Linked DNA regions of Zea mays: region 2 is linked to region 1. Evidence: chromatin contacts called from public Hi-C data. All regions are on one chromosome and are shown on one strand. Each heading gives the region's core, a stretch centred on a gene start, on an enhancer-like site or on the middle of the called end of the contact. The rest is flanking DNA. Distances are from core to core; before and after follow the strand shown. Region 1 holds the start of LOC100283616. Region 2 holds the start of LOC100281826 (transcriptional regulatory protein algP).

Region 1 (6,474 bases), core at 1,421-3,920:
GGAAATGCCCTTAATGCTCATAGCACATGTGGAATTACAAAATCATTTCCAGGAGGAATTATAGATGTAGTCTTCTGTTTACCTTGACACTAATATTAATTAATTCTATTCAGGTTCAAAATTTACAGGAAATAGCTGTAAGCACAAAGCACCGTGAAAACACTAAATCTTTTCCAGGTGAAATTCTAGTCTTGTGGATATTTTGACATATTAAAACTTGAAAAGGCAAACCGAGTGTCCACAAGTATCCACCTTGCCTTTCATCTAATCATTTTCCCAATCAACCTTGGTTATTCCTCCCAGAACAAAAACACATTTTTATCAGCATTATAAGGCCCAACTGATTGGTCCAATGATTGAAGTCAAAATACGACATTCTCTTCATTTTTCATAGTAATGCTGAATATATACCCTTATAATTAGACAACCTAGTGACCTACAATCTTTAGAATCAGGGGAAAAAGTAAAGCCATGTTATATGAGCATAGCCATGCATGTAAAGCATCAGTATTTTTCAACATCCCAACAACATGATTGTAAGTCTTTACTGCCTAGGTATTTGCTGAGATTGAATTTTGTAACAAAAGGGTTAAGTAGTTTAATCAGCTAATTTTAAGTGAGGGTAAATAAAATCAACATTTTTCATTCCTAGCAATATAATTCATCCGGGTGTTAATTGACAAATAAATCACATCATAGCTTCTATAAAGCAAGGGATGATTACTGCAACCGAAAAAAAATCAAATGGAACAAGCAAATTTTTCATCAAACCAAGATCTTCACAGGAAGTCCAAACTGGTGTATCCACACACATATGAACGGAGAGAAGGGGAGTACCTGGTGGAAATCACCAGAGCCAGAGCCAGCAGAGGACCCTGATGTGTTACTGACACGCACAGGGACATTCTCCATGATGCGCCTGAGCTTCACCTCCAGGTCTTCCTCATCCTCTCGTAGTTTTACACCTCCTGATCTCTTACCTGCAAGATCCACCACAACCAGCCCCTTCTCACTGTCACCACCAGAAGCCTTTCCTGGTGGTGCTATAGGGACTAGCTGCTGCATGTTGCTATCGCTGTTGGGAGCTGACATTGCGGGATGAAACCCTGCTTGTCTTCCAAGTTGCCTGCACATGAATAAATGATAATGGATATGAATTTTAGTGTTTATATACACATTCAGATTTCAGACTTCAAGTTGCTATGGCAGTGGGGAGGAGCTGGTTGTAGTGGAAACTCATGTCGTTTTCATCAATACAAAGTACACAAACACCGCTATTAACCATGGTTAGCCTATATTTCAGTCTCTAATGCTCCTCTGAACAAAATCTATACCCATTTACATCAAAACCCCGTTAGCTGGTCACCATGTTGCAAAAACCAAATGATATTTGAAGCATCATTTTATCAAGAAATCTGCAAGCACTGAAAAGTTCATAGCAGTAATGACAGGTTGCTTTAGGAGTATTCAGATTGCTACATTAAGTTAACGCGAAATTAAGAGTATGCAGAAACATTACTTGTTTTGTGAACCAATCAAAGAAGTTAGGCCCATGCTGCCCACGGCTATTCTTCCACACATTCAACCTCAGCTCATGGAGCTGATTGGGTTTTGGCCTAGACAAACTAATTGCAAAACCAACCAACCAGTGTTTTCTATCAAATCATTAGAGGGAGCCAGTGTACATCCACACTCATTCTGCCATGGCCTTATTTTTAGAATGATGAGTGATTTTAGATACACAGTAATTTAACACAGATATCAATCAAATATTAGTGCTATCAGCTACATGTTTATGAAACAGCCCAATACACAGATCATATATTCGAGGTACACAAAAAGGGAAATAAACAGCATTCGACTAGTTCACTGGATCAATGGTATAAGGCATATTAACTGTAATGAAAAATCTAGCCACTAGATTATAAGTAGAACTTGATGTACTTAGGCATTATAGTTTCCAAAACCTCTGAACACACGAACCGAATTATATAAAGTAATAAAGGGAAGAACAGAATGCACGTACTATATTATATTTAATGAACCAGTCAGAGCCAAATCCGTTCCACTTTAGTAGTGTCCAAATCTATTGTTCAACTATAATTTCCTAAATAGACAGCAAATGTCTACGAGTTGAACGCATTCCTCACATAGCTCGTGCACTGAACACTTGTCCTTGTCTCCAAATTCATTTATCATACAGACAAGGGCACAGAGCACACAGTGCAGAGCCAGGATTTTAACCTTGGGTATTCCCACTCCCACAGAAGGGGAAAAAACGAATCTATAGGTTCTAAACTTCTAGTTGCAAATTGCATCTGCATAAACAACAGAACAAGTGAACAACGCACCTTGTAAATCGCTAATGTAAATCCCCAATTCCTCTGTCGTCTGTACTCAGCCGCAGAACGCCAGAACCGTTGCGGAGCGCGGACCTGCCGACCTGGTCACCTGGAGTCCTGGGCTGGACCTGACCGGATGGCCGCCCCCCGCCTCCCACCGCGCCGAGCCGCCGCCCTTGCAGCCCAGGCGCGGAGACGAGGCCGCGCCCGTGCTGCCGTGCAGCTTTCCGCGCGCGCCGCCGGCGTTTACGTTAGGGAGCCGTCGCGGCTCACCGCGAAGGCGTCCGTGACTGTGAGGTGGGCCGTGGGCGACGAGAGGAAGGGTGTCGGGTGGCCTCCCAGAAACCCAAAATTTGTCGCCTGGGATTGTTATCTGGGCCACGCAGCTCCAGTGAAGGCACAATCAAACAGGCCTAAGGACCTTTTTTTCCTACTGGTGGGCTATAACGAATGAAATACAACACAATATTGAATTCTATACTTAGCAAATGCGTTCGCTAAATAGAACTCCATTAATAAATACTAGTTGGTTAACTATGCGTTTCGACGGCTCACAAAATAATCATGTAAATTATCCACCAAAAAGATCTCAAGATTTTTTATTAATTGTCTCCGTTCTTCGCATAATGTTTTTTATTAACGCACATGTACCATAGGCAGCAAATTAGAAACCCCCATATCTCTCGCCTTCCCCACTTCCAAGGTTTCGTAGAGCACGAGTGGAAAGGAAGAGGCGGGCATACCTGTTTATTGCCGGAGAAGGACACGACAAAGACCTGGGCATCTAGAGGCGACAAAGGTAGTATACTGCTAGATATATAGGGAGAGAGCACGCAAGCGGAGAAAGAAGCCAAGCCGGAGCAGCTCCAAACCGAGAGGTACCCGCACCAGGCGTCAGTTCGAGAAGGGCGAGAGAATGCGAGTATCTTGTCAGCCCTGAATCCGCCGAAGTGACACAACACCACCACCAACTCTGTAGCATATGTCGATTGCTGCCACGCTACGGAACTTAGTTGTCCAATATCTCAGACCTGGACTCCTCGTCGCCAAGATAACCTAAGTGTGGCAGGCGCCACCATATCCTCCTCGACGACACACACGGAAAAAGGTTAGGAGCATGACCAACTCGCCCCGTACCCGCGTCGATGATCATCGGTCGGCTCGCGACTGCGACCGTGGGCGGGGGCAGCAGGTTGGGGAGGAAGAACAGGACGAAGGCCAGGAAGACGAACGGGACGTCCGACGACGGCGAAAACGATGGTGTGTGTATGATGTGAAACATCCTCGTGGACATGCAATAGCCACTGCGCAAGTCAGTGTCGGGGCTGGTGTCGGACGAATACGGGGAGGAAACACCTGCTCCTACGCCCTCTGCCGAGAATGGGGTGGCGCGGAGGTGAAGGCATGAGGGGAGAGAGAAAAGAAGTAGAATGGCGAACAGGTGGTGGCAACTGAGGCGAGGATCGTCATTATCGTGCGGATGTATAGATGGCCAAATGGGCCATGTCTGGCGAGCCGTCCCAAGGTACGACCCATTTAATAGTGTCTGGGCCAACCCGTCACGAGCGTCGTGCGGTGCTTAGGCCGTAACCTCGGCCCGTAGTGCTAGCCCGGCCCGATACAATTATTTTTTTGTTTTACAAAAAATCATATATACATATATACAATTTATATTCAATATTATAAATATTTGAGCATAGTGTTCTACTGGTTAGACAGCTTTGTCCATTGTATCCCACCCTTTTCCATCAGTGTGTGGGTTAAAACCTCACCTCCTTCACCGATTTTTAACATTTTACGCTGAATTGATTTGGAAAAAAATATAGGTCTTTTTTTGTAAAAATATGACGCAGGACGACCGTTGAAACTGGTGCTTTAAGTATAGTAGAGAATAGTACAATGCTCAAGTGTTGGGTACAACAATTATATTGATGATAGACTCTTTCCACAAAAAATAAATTTAAAGTTAAAGTGCACCCTCCTTACCGAAAATAAATTTAAAATTAAAGTGAACATATAGTACATAACATATATTTAACAACAAATATTGTACTTTATCTTAACCAAAAGATCGAGAAAGGTATGAGTTAAAAATGATACATGCCTCTTTTTATAGCTCGCTTGGTCGTTCGTCCTCCTTCAGTTAGTGAGATGGTACTATCTAGAAGTGCTACGCTACGTGTGGCTTCATGTTATATTGGGCTTTGGTGTTTTCTCACGGCCCATCTAGGACGTAAGGGTCTGGTTGTTAGACCAAACGTGCGGACGAAAAACAAATCTACACTATGCGCTCCACGCATAACGTATGACATATGACGTACAAAACTCGTGCTTTAAAGAAGTAGCGTTATTTTTTATTGCTAGATGTAAGTTGTTCTAAGTCATATAAGCATAGCTCATAATTTCAAATCACACATATAATTTAATATATCTTGGAGTCAAACTCTATATTTTGTTAAACGCAAACTTTTTTAATACATATAGACATACATTAAGTTAAATAGTTAGGTATTTTAAGTTGTATTTTAACCTAGAAAAATGAAATACATTTATTGGTGACAATATAAAGGTGCATGTGTGAACTTAGCATGTTTACTATGAAAATAGTAGAGAGGAACACAATTGAGAACTATTGGAAACAAGAACCATACATTAGAGCTGATATACTATCGATTGATGTAGTTGTTCTGAACGATGCAGTGCAGAAACTTAGTGGTACCGAATAATAGAGTGGTGCACTAGAAAGGAGATGCAACCGTCTTGATCGATGGAGGAAGAGGTTGAGTAGTTACGTCAATGACACCCAAAAATTTGACGGTCATTCCCTCACCCGAGCAGCTTTTGAAACTTCTAAAACTCCTATGTATATCTCTGAATGAATATCTCTAAATTAATTCAAAAACTTTCAGTGTAACAACAATTTGTTTAGCTTCTAAATAAATTCTGAAACTCTCATCATAACAATAGCTTGTTCAGCTTCTATCTAATGTGAGTGGAAAAACATAGCAAGGCTGCACTGCGACCACTAATTCGCCACACCATACCATGCCAAGTAAGTTAAGACATTACTTGCTATCTAGCTAACACATGGGTGGTTTGCTATGCTGATGCTAATAAGCATATGTTACATCGGTCGATCTTTAGCAAAAGGATTCATGAATGGGTATACACATTAACTTGGTGTGATTTGTCTTTTGAAATCACTAAAAGGTCACATCCTCATTGATTTCAATGTTGAGCATGGAAATGGTTTAGTAGATGAGATCAATTACCTGATGTAAACCCTATGGAAGCCTTGCTTCGGTTAATCTGCTTTCAAAGAAGGCCAATGATTGGGCATAATCATTATTTCTAGCAGACATGTTGTTTCAAGCATCAAACTGATTAAATTACACTTGCACCAACATTCAAGTCAAATGTAAATGTCTCCTTTTAGCTTATAAATATTACAATCCATAGAGATAAAACATGTTGAAGCATTTTGTGATTCTTTATCGGTGGTGCAACAAGTTCCCATTATGTTTCAATGTCATGGAAGGATCACTCAATATTTATGTTGATATGTGCCTTGATATCATCCCTTCTTTTGCTAAATTCTAAATTCGGCATATTCCAAGGCATTAGAACATTGATTAGCATGTTAGCTAAGAAAAGTCCATGCAAAAAACTCAATTTGTTGTTGGTCTACCAAACTCGGGTAAGTCTAGGGATGGCAATCGGGCAGGTAGAATGCGGATATATGTTTCACGTATCAATACCCGCGAGGTAAAACTCAATCCATACCCATACTCATTTACACTCATGGGTACGGATCTATATTCGTACCCGTACCCACCGGGTATCCGTTACCCGCCCACCCACTAAAATTACAGCAACATTCCAGCAGCACTTGAGTACCTTCTAAAACCAACATGATCCACAATGGACAATGGATATTCATGTAAAACAACCATTTCTGCAAGGGCCTTTCTCGCCACATCTTGGTCGAAAACATACTTCTCAACTGACACTTGTCCTTGTTTGCTACTATATGTGAACCTCATAGAGCTTTGCACCTTATCTCTAGGATTCCTCTTTAGATAGATGCATGTCTCTAGATGGGTGAAAGGGAAATAGGGTCAAACCTTTTCCT
Region 2 (6,474 bases), core at 2,597-5,096, 390 kb before region 1:
TCCGGAGCCTTCCGAGTAACCACTCTGCGTGACATATTTGGTGTGCAGGGATCACCAATGATGATATTTTATCTTTTCTTTTATCGGCCGCACAAGGCCGAACTATGATTTTTTTGCTCGTCGGCTCTAATGTGGTGTCAGGGACAGGTGGCCTGTCAATCCTCACATCCTTTTGAAACCTCAAGCGACCTTCATTTATAGCCGATTGTACTTGCCGACGAAAGACAGTACAATCATTGATGTTATGAAGAAAAGAGCCATGCCATTTACAATATACACGTCCTTTTAATTTCTCAACCGAAGGAATTATGTGTGACAATTTAATATTACTATGTTTAAGTAGCTCATTAAATATTTTATCACACTTAGTAATATTAAATGTGAACTTAACTTTCCCCTTTTATGTTGAATGCAGGGGAGTGCGAGCAGCAGATTTGGCCTTAGCAGGCCAAACAAGCTCAGCGACCTGTATTTTTTATGGCTTTGTAGGGGTCGAAAGGCATTCGGCCTCATGCGCGGGTGATGGCATGTTGCGACTATGGTGCCTGCAGGTGTGGTGTAGCATGAAGATTGTGTGTGACGCGCAGTTTCCTGGTCTACGTATGCACACCCGGATAGTGCCATCTTGGTGATTGAACAGCCGTAGAGGGACCAGACAGTCTGGTATTGTATCTGGACCGTCCGGCCGTGCAGGGCTTTGCCTGCGAGACTTGTGATAGGCTCAGTGCGACTCCAGACTGTCCTATGTAAGGTGCCGGACGGTCCATTGAAGGGTCGGACGGTCCATGATCGTGCGTGGACTATCCGGCCATGCCCAGAGCCGATCTATCATGCAGTGAGGATGGTGACAACATTTCCCCCGGATATGAGTTTATCGACATACCATAATATGGTTGGGACTGAGAAGCCCCATTTGTCGCCGATGTTTTTGACGCAGTTATTTTAGTGCCCAATTTATGTGACAAAAATCAGGTGTATGAGTATTTTCTTATACATGCGTCATATTCTCTATATCCTCCATTATAATTTTAATCTGATTATCAAAAGAAATTTTAACAGATTGAATATCGGCTAATGGCGTGGTGTTACTTACAATGGGGAGCTGATGCAGTAAGGCTGACAGTGAATCGTACTTTACTTCCCTCTTCTTGACGACCTTCTGGTGGTGATCTACCTTGAAGTGTGAGAGGTACCACTTTTCCGCCACCTTGCTTATTTGACACAGTTATCGTTGAAATTCCTTGTCCAGCCTTTTCATGTGGTCTTCTAATTTCTCATCCTCATCGGCCGACGAGTTAGTCAGCCTTGTGTTAACGTCTAGGACAATGTTGTTGTGATCTTTGGGATTGGTCATTGCGACCGACCTGATAGGTCACCAAACAATATAATGAATCGCTGGGCGGTACTTAGCACCTTTAGATGGTGTAGGGTCAAATAAAGTGGTTATCCTAAATGTGGGGGCAACACCTCTATGATGGTCACCACCTATTTGGGACCAAACAGCAACGAACCCTAGGGCCTTCTCGTGATGAGCAGGTTTGGCTCCGCGAGGTGAACAATGGCGGTGGTCTGCGATGGGTTGCCCAGTCGTCTGGCAGTGCTCGCTGCGGGGGCATGGACAGTCCACGGCTCTGGGCCAGACGGTCCGTAACCTGGCGGCAGAAGCGGCGCCTTCCCTGCGCGCAGTCCAGACGGTCCGAACTCTGGACCGGACGGTCCACGATGGTGCAGGGTCATCTTCTTCTCCTCGTATGACCTAGATCTCGTCCCCTGGGGGAGAGACTTTATGGTGCTCCGGGTCAGCAGGTCACCCGGAGCGTCTCCGGACGACGTAGAGTCGCCTAAAAATTAAGAGATCAATTCGAGGAATAGATCTTGATTGAAGTAGACGAAGTAGATCTTGCCCCTCAGGAGGGGTAAAGATCATAGGGTCGTCTGGGGGTCGACAGACCACCCCAGGACGGATCTAGACGACGTAGAGTCGAATAGGGGTGGAGGTGGTTATGCAGAAGGCTATACTCCTAGAGCAGGAAATGTAAATAAAGTAATTGGTTCGATTGAAATGTGTTCGGGGGTTCTCAATCGACCGTACCCCTTTATATTTATAGGGGAGGAGGTCTGGGTCTATTCCTAGAGGCCAACAACTCCCACGTGATTAGATGGATAACCACGCACAAAATAAGGATAAACACCCGAGTTAATCTAATTGCGGGGCACGCGGACTGTATAGGCCCCAAGGGTCGGATCATCCGCCACTTTTGGTGCTCAACAGGAACATATTCGGTGCACATGAGCTTTTTGCGCACATAGGTTGCACATAAAAAGTTCTAAAAATGTTTCATACATTTCTACCCTACTCTAATTATATACAAAAGTGCAAGTTCAAATTCATTATACTAAAATAGAGAATATTTTAGACGATTTTCTAATTTAAACTTATCAGAAATTTTATCTTCTTTATTACTCTTTATATAATATGAATTTGAATTTAAAATTTTTTATATAATTGGATGAGAATATGTATGAATTTTTTTATGAACTTTGTTAGTTGTTGTGCAATATACGTGCACAAGAGACTAATGTGCACTGACATGTTTTCGCAAGTAATAAACGATGTGTAAGTTACGCGGGAACGGAGCTATAACAGGGATATATAAATATGTAGATAAATCTGAACATTACACGGGCAGTCCCCTCTCTACTCTAACCACTCTCTCTCTCGTATCATCTCTGGAAGCAGAAGAAATCATCCGCCCTACTAGTCTACTGCTACGGTACTACTCTACTACACAGAAGAAAACCCCTTTTTTCCACAAAATAGCGAAAGAAAAAGTAAAAGCAGGAAAAGGGCATCAAATCCTGTGATGGTGGCATCCGGGGATCTTATCTAGGCGAGCAGGGCCGCCGCACCCAGCAGCACCGCGACGGCCGACGACGCGATCACGCCCGCCGGTGTCCTCCTCGCTGCGGCCCTCTGCACGGGAAACACAAACAGTTTTTTTTTTCATTTCACAGCGTTAAGCAAGTCAGTAAACCGTTCTTTTTTCTCTCCCTGCCACAGCTGATAAACAGAAGAGCAGGGTAATTTATGTTCGCCACACCACATCAATGTAATTGAGGTCGAGGAACGGTAGTACTGTAAAATGTGGCGAGCAAGCGTACCGCGGTGTCGGCAGCGGCGGCGTCGCCGCTGGGCCCGGGAGCCTCGGCTGCGGACGTGGGCGCGTCGGCGGTTCTGGGCTTCTTGGCGACGGGGGCGTCGGCGGCCGGGGCAGGGGCGGACGCGCCCTTCTTCTTCTTCTTGTCCTTGGAGGAGGGGGACGACGGCTTCTTCTTCTTGGCCGGCGCGGGGGCGGGGGCGGGGGCCTCGACGGGCTTGGTCTCGGGGGCCGGCGCCGCGGCGGGCACGGGCGCCTCGGCGGCGGGAGGCGTCGCCGCGGGGGGAGTGGCGACGGGAGCAGGGGTAGCCGGGGCCGGGGCTGCGGCCTTGGTGGCGGGCGCGGGCGCGGGGGCCTTGGGCTTTGGCGTGGCCGGCGCCGCCGCGGGTGCCGGGGTGGTTGGCGCGGCGGCCGGCGCCAATGGGCTGGCCTTGGAGGAGGACTTGGGCGCGGGCGCGGCGGCCGGCGTGGCCTTGGAGGAGGACTTGGGCGGCGCCTTAGCCGGCGCGGCCGCGGGGGACTGCGCGAGGGAGCTGGTGGCGGAGAGCAGGACGAGGAACGCGGCGCAGAGGACGACGGTTGCCCGCGCCGCCATTGCGAACGTCGCGCGCGTGCTGCTGCCGCTGTCTGGTGCTACGCGAGTGGCAACCGCAGGCAGGAGTGTGTGTGCGTGGGAGCGAATCGAAGTGGCACGGCGAGGCGTGGCGGGCGGGTTAAATAGGCGGACACTCGAAGGAGAAGGAGCGCTACGCTAGCGCGACGGGCCCGGCCGGCGGACGGACGTCGCAGGGTCGCAGGGTCGCAGCGTGCCGTTGGGGCGGTAGGTGCGCGCGGAGCGGAGGCAGTCAGGTCAGGTCACGGCAAGGCCTCGGTACGGTGGTGTCGGGAGCCGTTGCTGCGTAGTGTCGGCGGGGTTTGCGCGAAGAAATAATGACGGCAAGGCCAGCAGGCTGTGTGCCACGCCGAGCGCCCGAGCCCGCTCCATGCGTCCGTCAGGCTCGCGGAGCCGTTGCCGCGTGTGCTTCCTTCCTTCCTTCCTTCGTCACGTCACCGTGCTGCCGATCAACGTCACTTGCCAGGAATGGATCGCAGCTGGTAATTGCCGCTTGGTGTGGTGGTTTCTGAGACGGGTACGGTGTCGCATCCAGGAGGCTGTTGCACAAGTGTACGCGTACTCGCCTGTCGGTGTGGTTCGCGTACGTAGGACCGTGGGAGTAGGCACTCATACTACTCTAAATTTCTACCCTAAAAAGAATATTCTATCCTGGTCAGCAAAATTCTTTACTCTATACCAGAATCCTCCGCACTCATGTTTACTTTATATTCCAACCCTATACCAACTACCACATATTATATTATTTTTTCTACTGTGCTTGCGTGCACTTCATAGCGATTGTGGACCTCTGCTGCTGCAGCTGCACTGCCTCTGTTTGGCGTAGGTGAGAGAGAGCGCTAGAAATGGCGTAACGCAGAGCATGCAGTATCGGGTAGAGTCCTGCGCTGCAGCATTTTTTTTACGCTAAGTCGGGTAGCGCGGGCATGCAGTCGCCCGCTGCGGACAGCCTGACACCCAAGGTATTTTTAGACTTGTGCCGTCTACACTAGACCGAGTAGCCACGACGACGACGATACGGCAATATGCCCAATATAACGCACAACACTCACGTCCACAAAGGACCTTTGTTACCAAGATTGTCGACGCATACAACCCCGCATAACGGCGTGTACGTCAACGACGTGGCTTGATTGAACGCATTGTCATCCTTTTGTGTCGTCGTCAACATTGGGCTAAGCTTTAGAGCATATTCGAAATATAGTATTAGTGTTTCATGCCTAAGGTCCGGACTTCTACACCTAATCTAATAATAAGTTATAGATGTCGTTTGGTTCACGAAATGTAACGTAAATGACAACGGTAATGATTCACACTGAATTACCAATGGTAACAAGTTTAAACATGGTTTAACGTTATCGTTCATATTACAAATATATGAACCAAATAACACCATAATTTTAGCTGAGATAAAGCGGCTAACCATTAATAGTTGTTTGAGAGGCTAACAATTAGTTGGTGTATCTTGGCCATCTTGTCGCCGCCCGTTCTAGATCGCTCAGATAATTTTAGTTACTAACTATAACTTTAGAGGTTTAGACTCTATTCATAACTTATAGAGCTAATTATTAGTCCACTAATAAGTTGTTAGCTAGGATGGAGCAGCTAACAACCAATATCGGTTTGAGAGGTTCAACTAAAAATTAGTTAGTCTATTAGTTGATTCGTTTTAAACCTCTCACCTAATTTTAGGTACTAACTATTAGTTTTAGAGGTTTGGAACACGACCTTAAAAAGAGCATAAGGCTGACTCCAACCATTATCCCTCCCAAATCCCTCTATTCGTACTTTCCATTCATATTTAAATATACCCCCTCAACTATTATCCTCTATTTCACTCTCTCTCTCTCTCTCCAACCATTTTCTCTGTTCGGCTCCCCTTTATCTTTTAACTAAGCTATTTGATTTGTATACATCAGTTTTTGAAGTTTAGAAAGATACTACTATATTTATAGTATTGTATTACATTTGTTGGATATCTAAACTTAAAATAAGTTAATTTTACAGTTAAATTGACTGAACAGAGAAGATTTAAACTCCCGCTTCCGGTCTAGTTTGAGTACTCTAGTATTGAAGTGTTTAGAGGGATTGGAGAATGTATAAATCTCCAATATATCAAAAACTCTCATAATACATCTTAATCCACTCCAATCCTTTTCATTAATAGATTACCCAAACTAGGCCTCCACGGTAGAAATTCACCCGGCCCCCTCCATTCTCCAGGGTGCATCGTTGGACTGCACCTGGGAGCACAGCTCCACCCTGGAGCCGACAGGGTGAGCGCGTCTTGACTGGACGCCGTTGGAAGGAAGCCTCCTCTGTCCCACCCCGCCTAAGGCTGGTAGAGGCAGCAGCAGCTCAAGCCAGCCGAACAGAATAGCAATTCAGCGCGCAGACTGCATCAGCATCACTGTTCAGGATCAGCACGATATATAACAACAAGTCAACAACTACTGCAGCGGCTGCCTTCTCTGTTGAACAATTCTACATCATGCATGCTTTCAAGAATTGTAGCACAGTTTAGCGTGTACCAGCGGCGGTTGCCATTCCTGCCGTCGGTGCTTGATGCTGACGATGGTTAGGCAGCATGCGTGCCACACTTCTCTGCCGCTTTGCTTAGACCCTATTTAGAAGCAACCTAGTTTTTATCTTTTATCTAGGAGCCTATTGATTTTTAAGAAACTGAGGATCTAATTTCTATAA

Evidence for each region. Hi-C and Micro-C count contacts between places; a contact is called where the count stands out from the background.
Region 2: a contact with region 1 is called in a Hi-C map of tassel, with 2.9 times the contacts expected there. The contact joins the promoter of LOC100281826 here to the promoter of LOC100283616 in region 1. A contact is called at or near these places in 2 of 25 Hi-C or Micro-C datasets (ear and tassel).

The regions. Positions count from the first base shown.
Region 1 is chr1:76,377,149-76,383,622 of Zm-B73-REFERENCE-NAM-5.0, reverse strand. It overlaps LOC100283616, which reads right to left and starts at 2,670. Exons shown (of 3, transcript NM_001156517.2): 1 at 2,352-2,670; 2 at 838-1,126. The coding sequence starts at 1,092.
Region 2 is chr1:76,769,371-76,775,844 of Zm-B73-REFERENCE-NAM-5.0, reverse strand. It overlaps LOC100281826 (transcriptional regulatory protein algP), which reads right to left and starts at 3,846. Exons shown (of 2, transcript NM_001154746.2): 1 at 3,163-3,846; 2 at 2,636-2,974. The coding sequence starts at 3,753. The coding sequence ends at 2,888.